Regions from separate parts of the Sus scrofa genome. Here region 1 is linked to region 2. A link is a contact called in public HiChIP or PLAC-seq data. All regions are on one chromosome and are shown on one strand. The core of a region is the stretch at or near the end of the contact, and the rest is flanking DNA. Distances in the headings are between cores, read along the strand shown.

The links. HiChIP or PLAC-seq counts read pairs in DNA pulled down with a chosen protein or histone mark.
Region 1: an H3K27ac HiChIP or PLAC-seq map of alveolar macrophages shows a contact between it and region 2. The contact joins the promoter of RHEB here to the promoter of GALNT11 in region 2. A contact is called at or near these places in 1 of 47 Hi-C or Micro-C datasets (heart right ventricle) and 1 of 2 datasets of contacts at active chromatin or transcription factors (alveolar macrophages).

The regions. Positions count from the first base shown.
Region 1 is chr18:5,774,926-5,781,978 of Sscrofa11.1, forward strand. It overlaps RHEB (Ras homolog enriched in brain), which reads left to right and starts at 4,514. Exons shown (of 8, transcript NM_001287846.1): 1 at 4,514-4,565. The coding sequence starts at 4,514. LOC102162623 (a long non-coding RNA gene) reads right to left here and starts at 4,195. Exons shown (of 3, transcript XR_002340246.1): 1 at 3,138-4,195; 2 at 1,567-1,641.
Region 2 is chr18:5,345,708-5,352,635 of Sscrofa11.1, forward strand. It overlaps GALNT11 (polypeptide N-acetylgalactosaminyltransferase 11), which reads right to left and starts at 2,406. Exons shown (of 12, transcript XM_005654262.3): 1 at 2,166-2,406.

The DNA.
Region 1 (7,053 bases), core at 3,264-5,763, 430 kb after region 2:
GATGATATTCTGAGAGGGTCAGGACTTGATCCTCTTGTGGAGGACACATCTGAGACAGGCTGGGACCCTTGACTGCAGTGCTTGCACCCAGACCAAGGTCTCCTTGGACAAGACAAACTCTTAAGGGACCGGAATTACCTGCACAGGGAACAAGTGGGGCAAATCATCAACACCCAGACACAAAAAGGCCAACCCCAACCGCTACGTGTCAGGACGATGCGCACAATCCCTGCACACAGCACCTCCAAGGAGGTGGCCGGGACAATCGAGTCCCTCCAGGCCAACCCACCGACCCTCCCACCTTCGCCCACAAAAGGAACCAATTCACTCCCTCTTGGAGAGCCAGCAAGGGCATCTGTGACTTCCTCTCCCTCCACGAGTCCCAGTAAAGCCTTGCCTGCATTTCTCATCCAGCCTCTTATCAGTGTCTACTGATTAAAGAGTCCGAGGACCCAGGTCGTTAACAATTCAAGCCCAGACACTGAAAATATCTACCGCGCCTGCAGAGGCCTAGACCTGTCCCCACAGCTCCTTGCCAAGCCAACCTCTTCCCTCAGGCGTGGCCCACTCCGTGGACTCAGGGCCGGCTCTCTCCACTTCCCACTTCCAGGAGCAATCGCCACGAAACATCGCCACGCCTCAGGCTTTGGGCCAGACTGCGCCCTGGCCTCAGGAGAGGACCTTCTTTCATCCCAGAGTGAAAGACAGGCCTTCCCCAGAGTGGCCTCATGGCAGGATGCTGAGAAGAGCCCACCAAGGCCCTGCGGAGCACACCCTGCTCTCATTCACAAGACCTTGGTAGTCAGTGACCTCGGGCGGCTTCCCCAAAGTTGCATTGTTTGATTTTTTGACAATACCCATTGGGAGGCACAAGAGATCAGTCTGATGTGGCTTATGTCAAGATTAAGATGAGTCTAGTTTATTTTGGGGTTTGTGTTTTTTTTTGTTTTTTGGTTTGTCTTTTTAAGGCCGCACCCACGGCATATGGAGGTTTCCAGGCTAGGGGTTGAACCGGAGCTGCAGTCGCCGGCCTACACCACAGCCCCAGCAACGTGGGATCTGAGCCACATTTGCGACCCACACCACAGCTCACGGCAACGCCGGATCCTTAACCCACTGAGAGAGGCCAGGGATCGAACCTGTGTCCTCATGGATGCTAGTCAGATTTGTTTCCGCTGAGCCATGATGGGAACTCCGAGTCTAGTTCTTTTCTAGTTTTCCTTTATCAAGTATTTAAAATGAACAACAAAACAACAAAATGCCTTCATGCCTCCTTTCATTCAGGGGCACCCTTTCATGTATAACAAAGGTAAAATAATTTCACAAATGTCTTTTTAGCAAAAAACAAGCACGGTAGTGGTTTTCACTCTTCGTCTAACTAAACAGACTTTTTAGAAGTTTTGTATATTACCTCTAGGAATTCATTCCAACTAGAAATCAGATGTCACTGGACTTAGAAACGGCCTCCCACAATACAATTCCCAAGAGCCAACAATTCAGGCTTCAAACAACCGCCAGTAACTGCCATGACCAGCCAGCAGGAGGTCAGGGCCAGCAGAGGCTTACCTGCCCAGTCTACGGCTTCAGCATGAGCTCCTCACTCACGAGATGGTAATTCGCTGAACCCATCAGGTCTTCTCTCTGGAATTCAAAGAGAAGAAATAGAATTCTGAGTTCCCAGGGCAAGGGAAGGCACACAGGGCGGTCGTGAAGAGGCAGAACCTGCACAGGAGAAACTGATCAGTGGCACCAATTCCTGCTGCTTTGAAGGATAACACGTGTTCTCAATCCGTAGAATGACAATTGATCCTTGAACAATGCAGGGGTTGGGGCACCGATCCTCCACTTTATTGCCCTGTGGATCTGTGATTCCTCAGTTTCCATGACCTGGCATTCACGTATTCAACCAACCGTGGATCATGTAGTACTAAAGAATTTACTATCGAAAAAAAAACCCGGGTATAAATGGACCGGGCAGTTCAAACTAGTGCTATTCAAACGTCAACTGTACTTTTTTTTTCGTCATGCTCACGGCACGTGGAAGTTCCAGGGCCAGGAGTAGAACCATGCCACAGCCGTGGCAATGCCAGGTCCTCAACCCTCTGAGCCACCGGGGAACTCCTGAGGTCCAGCGTACTTTGAATTCAGAAGCAAGTCCACATCCTATATGGTCTGGCTGCAGTTAGTTATTTCTATGTGAATTCATACATCAATCTGAAGTATTTTAGGTAATCTGAGTCGTTTCTTAAGAAATTCTGAAATAAAAGAATCTTCAAAACTCCTGGGTCTGGCCTTAAAGGGCTTTAACACAACTGGGACATTTCTTGAATGAATGTGTCCATTTCAACTGCCCTTCTCGGTCTGGACTCCTAAACCCCCTAAGGCTAGGGCAGTGCTTTCCAGCTTTTTGAGGTAATCCACAAAAAATACATTTTATAGTGGAACTCAGTACACAACACATATAAAGCATGTCTATAAATATATACACACAGCAAAAGTGCCAAGAAACAATACTCACCCTTATTACGCAACATACATTTTTTTAAATAGAATAGAAAATAGTAACACCCATTAAGCTAATTTCACAACCCACCAGGGAATCTAGGACCATCAGTTCAAAATACTGCAGGAGGGGTATTCAAATCCACAGGATAAAATTCCATTTTAAGACTTGAGTCTTTTTTAAATATTTCAACTAATTATAGAGTGGAATGCAAAAACCCATTAGAATAAAATACAACTTCAAAGAGATGTCTCACTCCCCGCGGGTGGCCTGGGGCTTCAATCTGCAGACGTGAACGTGCGCTCCTCCTCCCCCATGAGTGCCGCAAGTGGATGGTGGAAGGATTCTGCCTTAATGTCGGTTAGTGTCCTAACTCGACGAGGCAACAAGGTGTATTTATGGGGCTGTCACCTCTAAATCTTCCTACCAAGGAATCTGGTCCTGCCGCTCGGAGCTCCGCAGGCGGGGGGAGGGCCCCGATTCCGTGCTTGCTGGGAAAGGCCGTGACCAGAGAGCCGTGATCCTACTCAGCCACGCAGCTCAACACTGTCAACAGCCCGAGGACAGCAAGGGACACTGGTAGGAGTGGAGGGTCTCTGCTCCTTCCACAACCACCAAGGGCAAGGACACCTACCATGACACTGGTCTCCGCGTCTGGAAAGCGCCCACGGCATCCTCGTTTCTCAGGTCTGGCTCACCTTCTTTCTGCATGACCCACGCCTCCCAGGCTGCCGTCCCTTCCTGCACCCCAACATTGGTGCCACGTCAAGGGCCCTTCGCCAACACAACTGAAGAAAGGGGTTGCCAGTAAACCATTTGTGGAAAATACACCAGTCTCCCTTTACCAGAGAGACCAGCCTGTGAACTCAGCCGTCTTAAATCCCCTCTGGAAGGACGTTTCTAGAGAGTTCCCAGCTAAGGGCAGGTGTTTGAGCTCGACTACTGAATTAGCCACGAAGGTGTGGAGAGTTAAAGATGTGTTGACTTGCGCTATTTTTCCCCGTCAGGTGTGTCGGATCTGCTTATCCCAGGGTTGAGACAACTGAGGTGGCGCACACTTTTTTTTAAAAATGCGTATTTTGAATTACTGCGTTCCAGTCTTCCCACAGGCCTTCATCCATAGATGATACTAAGTCACAACCTACACCCTCAAACTTAGACTGACACCAATATAGCAAAGGGCTAAAAAGAAAAAAACTTCACGCAAGGTAACAACCGCAGCGAGCAACCGCCAAGCGACCTGCGCCTCGCGCCTTTTAAGGGCTCTGCGAGCGCGAGTCCATCAACCGCTCAGCGTTCTACCAATCACCTCACCTCTCAATCTTTCCCCGCCCCTTCCCCCGATCTAACCAATCACTAGGAAGCTGGCGTCCCTCCGCCCCTCCCACCCGCCTCCAGACGTTCGAAGCCTGCAAAGCTCACTAACGCCCAAACGCGGGCTGAGCGTCGGAATTTATTTTTAGCTCCCGGGCAAGCAGCCCCGCCTCTGGCTCCGCCTCTTCACCGCCCCCAATGGGAGAAGGAGTTTCCGCCGCGTCATCGCGCGGGCGGGTGGGAACTGTCCAATCAGCGCTCGGGGAAAACTGGCGTAATTAAAAAGCGGCGGAAGCCGGTGGGAGGGTCATGACGCAGCGAGTTTCAGTCGTGACTTTTCTAGGGGCATTTCGGCGTCTCCTGTTTTTCCCTTTAAAGTAAAACGCCTGCCCGGCGCACCCCTGTGCGTCTCGGGGACGGGGGCGGCCGCAGCGGCGGAAGGGCGACGCTGACGCGAGCCGCTGCAGGGGGGCGGCCCCGGCGGCCGCGCGCGGTCACGTGGGCGTGTTTGGGGGCGGGGCCGCGCGGCGGTTCCGGGCGGTTGAGCGCGCGAGCCAGGAGCCAAGGCAGCCGCGCCCGCCCGCCCCGCCCCTGGATGCCGCTCTGCCCCGGCGCGGCAGCCGCCGATCGCAGCACAGGAGCCGCCGCCGCCGCCGCGGTTGATGTGGTTGGCCCGGGGCTTGTGAGGCCGCCAAGATGCCGCAGTCCAAGTCCCGGAAGATCGCGATCCTGGGCTACCGGTCTGTGGGTGAGTGGCGGGCGCCGCGCGGCCTCCTCGAGCCAGGGCCCGGCCTCGCCTGGGGGCCGGGACGCGGCGGGCCGGGCCAAGTTTGGGGCCGGCGCGGCCATGTGGCGGCCGCGCGTTTCGTAACCAGCGGTCCGCCGCCGCCACCTCCATTTTGAGCGGAGGCGGCGGCGAGGCCGGGCCCGTGGGGCGGCGGGCGGCCCGGGAGCGGGGAGGACGTGTCTGGGAGGCCTCGGGCGGACGGGGAGTTCCGGCGGTCCCGCGCCGGGCACGCGGTGCGGGGTCTACCGCTCTGCCAAACTGCCGCGAGGCCCCCCAAAGGCAGAAGTCGCACCTGTCCCTCTTCACCTCGCCGCGGCGAGCTGTCGTGATCGTTGCTGGCCTTTGCACCCCCCAAATTCAAGTCCGTGGGGTTTTAACAAAGGAAACTGTGCCTTGGGGTTTTTTTCCTATGCGTGAAGTTCAACGTTTTAAAGGAAACTGGGGACCTAGAGGACGTTTGGCTACAGAGGGCAAGTTTCCTACGAAAGAAACCCAAGAGCCCTCTTCGGAAGCCTCCTGGATGCTGCCAGCGGCCGAAGTAGAAAAGCAGGGAAAGAGAAATTTCTGCTTTCTCGGTGTCCTATTTTTCTACGGGAAAAAATAAGGTCAGGTACTTGTAACCAGGCTGGTGAAGTGATTCAAAAGTTACCCCCCCACCCCGCCGCCGCCGCCACTGAACAAGATTGACATATATCTGTAACTGTTCCTGACAGTAGCTTTTTAGCCTAACGGAGGTGGTCTGGGGTGGGATGGGGGTAGACCGGGTGCCAGAAAACGAGAAAACAGCCGTTGACCTAACCATGCTTTAGGGTGAGGCTTTATTGTCTTTGACAACCGGAAGCCTGGAGAAATTACGATTATCTTTTCGTGTTGTTTTTAAGAACTGTTTAAGGGAAATGTGCACTTGACCGCGGGGTGGGGGGGCGGCTGCCGGGTGAAAGCGGGTGTTTGGAGTCTGTGGTGATTGCAGAAGGAGGTAACGGTAACTGCCCTAGGAACGCTTTTCACCGCCAACTCCCCGACCTCGCTTTCTGTTCTGCTTCTTCACCCCCATTTTCCACGGCCGGTGCCAGGGTCTATGCTCTTTGACCAACATCAGCTACAGCGTGCTTACTCATCCTTTTATCATCCCTCTCCGGTCAAAGGGGTGGGGGTGGGGGGAATCAGGGGCTGAGAGGTGCTTGTGTAGTGAGAAGGGGCGCCCAGAGTCATAGGGGTAACTCTGGTACGGTGCAGTGCCAGATGTGTGGAGAAGAGTAGGTGGCAGCCGTAACAGCTGCAGCTGGGAAGTACCGTGTATCAAATTGAGGCTTTCAAAGTCTACACAGCCCCAAGTGCCCATGTGGAACCTGGCATCCAACCTCTGTTGGCAGCTTAAATCACCTAGCCCTGGCTTGTCCGTGGTCTTTAGTTCCTCCCCTGGCTTGTGAAGAGAGGGGGGACCGTGACATATCCTGGCTCTTGAGTGAGTTCTAGCTAATCAGATACATAGCGCCCACTAATTAAAGGTAGCAGTTACAGGTGACTTGAACCCGAATAATCAAGTTACAGGTGATAAGTACCTGGGCTCCCTGATTTCAGCGGAAGAGAGATTCTTGGTGGTGGTTCTGTTCTTCAGTGAATAAGCCTCGCATTTGCTCTCACTGTTTTGCTAAAGAAGTTCCTCGTATCCAACTAAAACCTGTTCTTTTTGTATCTTCCTTCTAGCCGTCATCCTCTTAGAGACCCAGATGAGACAGGTCACCCCTTTGTCTTCTCTTTTCAACTGCTGTTAGTTAAAGTATTGTACTAAAGCAGCCTCCAGTGGGGTGCAAGGTATATTTGGTCCCTATTTTTTGTGCCTTCAATATGTTATACTGCTTGTAGCCCACTCAGTTGTCTCCATATTTGTTTTCACATGGGGTGATGATTAAAGTGAAATGTATTTTAGAAGTTCCCCTGTAGGTCAGTGGGTTAAGAACCCGACCAGTATCCATAAGGACGCGGTTTCTATCCCTGGCCTCGCCCAGTGGGTTAAGATCTGGCGTGGTTGTGGCGTTGTGGCATAGGCCGGCAGCTGCAGCTCCACATTCAGCCCCTTGTCTGGGAACTTCCATATGGTGAGGGTGCAGCCCTAAGAAGGGGAAAGGAAAAAATAAGTAAAGCGAAACGTATTTTGCAGAGGTTAAATTATTCCCAATCTTTGCCTTTGCTTTTGCATTTGATCACCTTTGTTGTGAACCAGGACATTTGTAGCTTGTGGGGTCTTTTGTTTTGCCAGCGTCAAAAAGGGAAGTAATCCCCTGATTGCATGTACTAATAACCACTCTCCAGAGAATGAGTCAGTATTCAGACTTAGCAGTTTGGTGACACGTTTGCTTGCAAATGGTGCTGTACTGGAGAAATTTGAGTATGTGTATTTCTCGGTTGTGTTATTTTGTAATGCTAAGCTGTCGTGTCATATTGACTA
Region 2 (6,928 bases), core at 1,156-3,655:
TAATTGTGATATAGCCACTCGACAGACTATCATCCAAGCATACAATGGAATGAAGTCTGAGATAGGCAACAGCATGGATGAACCTTGAAAACACCAGGTGAATAACCTTAAGACAAAAGGGCAAATATTGTATAATTCCAATTCTGTGCAGCATTTAGAGTAAGCAAGCTGAGAGACAAAGCGGCTAGAGGGAGGGGAAATGGGGTTACTGCTTCGTAGTTACAGAGTTTCTGTTTTGGGTAATGAAAAACTTTTGGAAACAGTCATGATGGTGAGTGACACAATATCGTGAATGTACTTAACACCTCCGAATTGCACACTTAAAAACGGCTAGGGCGTTCCTGTTGTAGCCCAGCAGTAAAGAACCTGACTAGTATCTATGAGAACACGTGTTCCATACCCGGGCCTCGTTCAGTGGGTTAAGGATCCAGCGCTGCCATAAGCTCGGGTGCAGGTTGCAGACCAAGCTTGGACCCCGCATTGCTGTGACTGTGACTTAGGCCGGCAGCTGCAGTTCTGATTTGACCCCTAGTCTGGGAACTTCCATATGCTGAGGGTGCAGTCCTAAAAAGACCACCCCCCCCAAAAAAAAGGTTAAAACAATAAACTTCATGTTGCATCTATTTTACCACAGTAATGAGTGTTTTAAAGAAGTGAAGACAGAAACCAAATTGCAAGCAATAGCACTGAAACTGTCAAAAGAAACGTGAACTGCTCTTTCATGACATCTATCTTGCAAAGCTCAACTGTTAAATATTGAGGAGAGAGAGAGAGATTTTCTATTTTCGATTTTTCCGCAGGCAGAGGAGACCTCAACATATGATACACACCTAGGTTAAGAGGTCAGAATTGAATGAAGGCTAAAAAAAGTCTTACTAGTAAATGAGGTAAATCAGAAAGACAAATACCATATGCTATCACTTACATGTGGACTCTAAAACATGGCAAAATCAACTTTTTCAAAAGAGAAACAGATTCATAAACATTGAGAACAGACTGTGCTTGGGGGGACGGTGGGAGAGAAATGGTGTGAGAGTTTGGGATTAGCAGATGCAAACTATTACATATAAGATGGATAAACCACAAGGTCCTGTATTAGCACAGGGAACTATACTCAATATTCTGTGATAAACCATAATGGAAAAGAATACATTCTTAAAGAGTCTATATATATTTACACACAAACACACCTATACATAGATATCTGAATCACTGTGTTGTGCAGCAGAAATGAACACATTATAAATCAACTATATTTCAATTAAAAAAAAAAAAAAGTCTGGTCTAAAACTGTGATTTGCGGGATGAGAGTAGTTAGCACCACAATGTATTTTTGGTGCACTGCAGTATAAGGAGCATTTTCAAAGTTACAATCTCATCTTGAATTCGCAAAACCAGCCAACCTGCTTTTCTTACCCAAAGTAAAAAGGAATGCTGACCAAATCTTCCATGACAAAAAGAAAGCTCTGCCATCATAAGCATATTGATACGCCTCAAAGGGTGAAATCTACCAGAATTGGAGGGTGGGGATTTGTTTTTTTGTTGTTTTTTTTTAGTATTTGCCCAAAAGGCACCTAATTCATGAGCGTGGGAAATTGTAAATAACCCGATTTCTTCACTAAGAACATTGCAAAGAAAAAGAAAAGGGAAACTTAAGATGCTGGTCAACCAAATTCCACGCGAGGACCTGGTCCAATCCTGAGGGACACAAAGCAACCACTAAAAAAAAAAATGACTTTAAAAACACTCTTCCAAGGAAATGTGAACACCGCCTGAACACTGTGGAAACAGAGGGCTGAGCGCCAGGGAGCGCGTTATTCAATTTGCTCCAGTTTTCACACGTTGGAAAATGTCCACAGTCATTTCTGGGGCGCGCATTCCTTTCCACGACCGGGCCGCTCGGCCTGGGCTGCATTTCGGAAAACGCCGCGGGCCCCGGCCCCCCAGCCCCGCGCCGCCCCGGCCCACCCCCGGCCTCCCGGGCCGCGTCCCGCCCCGTCCGCGGCCTCGGGCCGAGCGCGACAGGCCCGCGGGAAAGCCTCGGGCGCTCGGGGCCCTGGGGCAGGGGCGGCGCGCGGGGCCGCCAGCCCGCGGCGCTGAGGGGCCGACGGAGGCCGCGCGGGCTCAGACGCCGCCGCCGCCGCCGCCGCCGCCGCGCTACTCACCCCGACGCCGGCAGCGCAGGACCCCGGCCTTCCAGGACTCGGGCTGTGGCATCTTCCCTCCCGCCACAGCCCGGGTCCGAGCCGCAGAGCCGCAGAGCCGCAGCGGGCGGAGCTGCCGCGGGGACACGCAGCACCGGGCGCCCTGGCGCCCGTGGGCCCGCCCAGTGCCCGCGCCTCAGCCGCAGCCGCCGCCGAGCGCGCGCCCGCGGGGCCACGTGACGGGCGGCCCCGCCCCCGCCCGCGCGTGACGTCTCCCTGCGCAGCTGGAGCTCCTTGGCCGGCGCCGTCCAGAACGTTCTGGGGGTTCTCGGCGTGTCCCTGGGCTCCGGGGTGGGTGGCGGTGTCCTTGGCGTTTCTAAGTCGTCTGAAAATGGCCTCATTAGAGACGAATGCCCTGAACATTTTAAAGGTGTGGGACTTAGGAAAAGAGAGATGCAGATTAAACATGTCAAGGCTGGGAATTCAGAGCAGCTGTGTTAAAACCTCAGGTGGGGCTGCTGGGGGGAAAGGACCTTTTTCCTGCCGAGTTGCAGCCACAGGAATCCTCCTCAGGCCACCTGGGGGTTTGTGAGAAATGCTGACTCTTCAGCCTGTGAATGCAAACTGTTGCCTACCTGTATCCGTTCACAAAGGATGTTGCAGCCATCACGCCATCCATCACGTTACAGCCGCCCCCACCGTCAGCCCTGAGGGAACTCCGAAAGAGGCTGCCTGCTGCCAAGCTGTCAGCTGCTGCAGCCACCCCCCAAGGATGCTCTCAGGGTGGCAGAGAACACGATCCTGGCTCTGATGGCTAGGGTGTGTTTTAAAGGAATGATGGAACTCTGGCCTCTCCCCATACATAGAAAAGGGCTAAATTCCCTGAGATACTGATTTTCTTTAATTAAGAGTCTTTTGAAGCTCTGAAGCTCTGACTAGCTGGCCTTTGTAGCAAAAACTCCTGTATTTCCTGCCTCCTCCCTAACCTCTCTGGTGCCTGCCTTCATTCAGAGTCATCTGAGAGGCTGTGTCCCAGGGTTATGTCCTCAGTTTTGTCCACCAAATAAAACATAATTCTCAACATTTGGGTTCTTTTTTTTTTTTTTTTTTTTTCATCCTACAAGCTCCTGTGCCAGACCTCATTATGGATTTTATGCTAATCTCCAGGTGATTTATACACCAAGTTTAAAAACCAGGAGTTCCCCTCGTGGCACAGTGAAAACAAATCCGACCAGGAACCATGAAGTTGCTGGGTTGATCTTTGGCCTTGCTCAGTGGGTTAAGGATCTGGCATTGCTGTGAGCTGTGGTATAGGTCAAAGTCGCAGCTCTGGTCTCTTGCGGCTGTGGCTGTGGCTGTAGGCCGGCAGCTGTAGCTCTGATAAGACCCCTGGCCTGGGAACCTCCAAATACTGTGAACATGGCCCTAAAAAGCAAAACCAAAACAAAACACTCAGTGTCTTAGAGTACAGTCAGTGCAAGGGACCGGTCATTGCCCCACATTCTCCTGAACCGTTGATTTTTAGTACTGTAGTGCAGGTTTATTGTAAAAACAGGCCTGTAAGAGGACTTGTGCAATTCAAGCTGCTGTTGTTCAAGGGTCAACAGCACAGAGTATGTAAGATTATCAGTTCTATTTTGGACAAAGAGTGTTGGTGGAATTAGGAGAAATCTGAGATTAGAGCTCAACAGAAATGCAGCGTTTAACCCAAGAAGGCAGTTCAAAGTTATGACAGGAGCTGAGATGCTCTAAAAATAAAGGGAGCAGAGAAAGAAGGGTGAGAAGTGCACCTCTGTGGTTAAGAAAAGAAAAAGAACCCGAGAGGAGAAGAAGTTCCACAAGGGAGTGAATTAAGTGTGGCAGATGATACTAAGGTGAAAAGCTGAGGACTGAGAAAACGGCACCTGAAATAAGAAAAAGAGGTATCTCAGTAATGGTAGGGAAAGCCGAACTCAAAAGGGTTAAGCAGGAGTTCCCCCGGTGGCGCAGTGGAAGCGAATCCGGCTAGGGGCCATGAGTGTGTGGGTTTCATCCCTGGCTCACTCAGTTGGTGAAGGATCTGGCCTTGTGGGAGCTGTGGTGCAGGTCACAGATCCAGCTTGAACCGGTCATTGCTGTGGCTGTAGTGTAGGCTGGCAGCCGTAGCTGTGATTCCACCCTTAACCTGGGACCCTCCATATGCAGCAGATGTGGCCCTACAAAGAAAACAAAGGGTTAAGCTGTGATAAAGGTAAGAAGGTGAAATACATGCAAGTTTGTTCAGACCCCTCCCTGTCTTCTCTCCATCCAGAAACACCGGTTGGATTTGGAGTCACAGGCCTCAATTCCGTGGTGCTCCGCGGCCTCCAGATAGTGATTTGCGTCATTAAGTTCTTCTCAGCTGAGTGTCCTTAGCAGTCTCAGGTTGAAATTCGCTTGTTGGTCTCTTCTGCGCTCTCAGCGCCCAGTACTGGCGCGGGGCTTGTCCCCGCTCCCCGCCGCGGCCCTGGCCCACACATGGGAGGCCAAGGGGGAGGGTGCCCATCTCCGCACAGCACGGCCACAGAGGGCTTGGAGCAATCGCTGAGCAGGTGACGTTGGTGCGGCGACCTTCTCGCTGCTCACCGCCTGTAGGAAGTCCGTGTAGACGCCACATGCTTCTAGATGGGGCAGAATTGAACCCAAACCTGCTTGACAGAGCGCAGTCTGAGCCAAGGCCGCTGCCACGGTGACCTCCGCCCCCAAGCACCTTCCCCTGCACTATGAGAGTGTCATTTAAATGTTTGCCATTCTGAAGGGTATGGAGCAGATCTATTTTGAGCTGTTACTTTAACTGGGTTCATACTATTCCACCAAATTAATGTACAATCGTACCATTCTAGAAGTTGAAGTTTGGGGTTAGCTTCCAGTTTTTTTTTTTTTTAACCATTAGAAAGAATGACATGAAAACGCTCTTTGCAGTGTAGGATTGTGGTTAAACCCAGAGCCTTTGAGGCTGGGCAGATGAGGTGAGTGTGTTCCTTTGTCTCTAGATACAGTTGCCAGAGGAAATACAGGATGGCCTTAAATTTGAATTTCAGATAAAAAAAATTTACTAGTATGTCCCATGGAATATATGGAATATACTTACAAAATTTTTTTTATCCAACATTCAAATTTACCCTGGCATCCTGTACTTCTCTTTGCTAAATCTGGAAACACTAACTCTGGACAAGTTCTAACAGTATTCTGGTCTATGAAATGGTAATAACAAGAGAAACTATCTTTTTTTTTTTTTTTTTTTAGGATACCTGCGGCATATGGAGGTTCCCAGGCTAGAGGTGAAATCGGACTATAGCTGTTAGCCTACAGCACAGCCACAGCAATGCCGGATCTGAGCTGCATCTGCGACCTACACCACAGCTCACAGCAATGCTGGATTCATAGCCCACTAAGTGAGACGAGGTATCCAACCTGCATCCTCATGGATGCTAGTTAGATTGTTTCCGCTGTGCCACGACAGGAACTGCCAAGAGGAACTATCTTATAAAGTTGTGCGGATGAAATGAGATGATCTATGCAGAGTACTTAGCCGGGAGTATGAAACAGGTGTCAATAAACGTTAGCTCTTATTTTCATTTCATATTGGTGCGTCTTATAAATTCCTGGAAGTATGCTTTCCTTACAGAATTCTCCAGGTAATTTAAGGTTTGTCTGAGCATTTGGTCATACCAAAAATTGTTTTGTGAAAAGCCTCGAGCAGATGAGCAGATACTTCTAAACTAGCTCCAGAATACAAATCAGATTTTTAAATTTCGTACAAAACCCAAAAATTACCACCTCCGGGCAAGTATGGAGTTCCTTTCAATCACACCAAACACTTGGATGTTGATTTTGATTTGTTTTCTATTCCAGAGTCAACTGAAACACTATTTAAGAGGAGATTGTTGCACAAGTGCCACCCATTAACCAACTGCACCACTGGAGCATGCTTTTAACAGGAGATTGTTTTAGTCACATTCTACATCATTTCTAAGGCTCATTCATGTTACCTAGTATCTGAACTAAATTACATTAAAAAACTAAGACTCAATGATAGGCCCCTGGCTCTAAGAATATTTCTCCTTTGGCAATGCTGATATTGACATCATTCTTTATGCTTGCCAAAAAAAAAAAAAAAAAAAAATCTCAGATATCAAAACTAGGAAAAAGTTAATTTCAAGAAGATTCCCAATTCTCTTTTTTCCTTTGGCTGTGGAACTTTTATTTTGTTTTTGTTGTTGTTGTTGTTGTTTTGTGGGTTTTTTTTTTTTTTTTTGGTCTTTTTTTGCTATTTCTTGGGCTGCTCCTGCGGCATATGGAGGTTCCCAGGCTAGGGGTCGAATCAGAGCTACAGCCACCAGCCTACACCAGAGCCACAGCAACGCTGGATCCGAGCCACGTCTGCGACCTACACCACAGCTCGCGGCAACACCGGATCGGTAACCCACTGAGCAAGGGCAGGGATCGACCCGAAACCTCATGGTTCCTAGTTGGATTCGTTAACCACTGTGCCACGACGGGAACTCCGGAATTTTTATTTTGTATTTTACTCTAACAGGCTTGTAGGTTTATGACAATCATTTTTGAACTTTCTAGAGGCAGCTAAGGTATAAATGTGAGCCAAGAATATAATCATAATGTGGCAATTACTTTGTGCTACTAGATTGACCTTTTTTATTATTTTTTATGATTTTTATTCTTTCCATTATAGTTGATTTACAGGGGTCTGTCAATTTCTACTGTACAGCAAAGTGGCCCAGCCATATATATTCTTTTTTTCACAT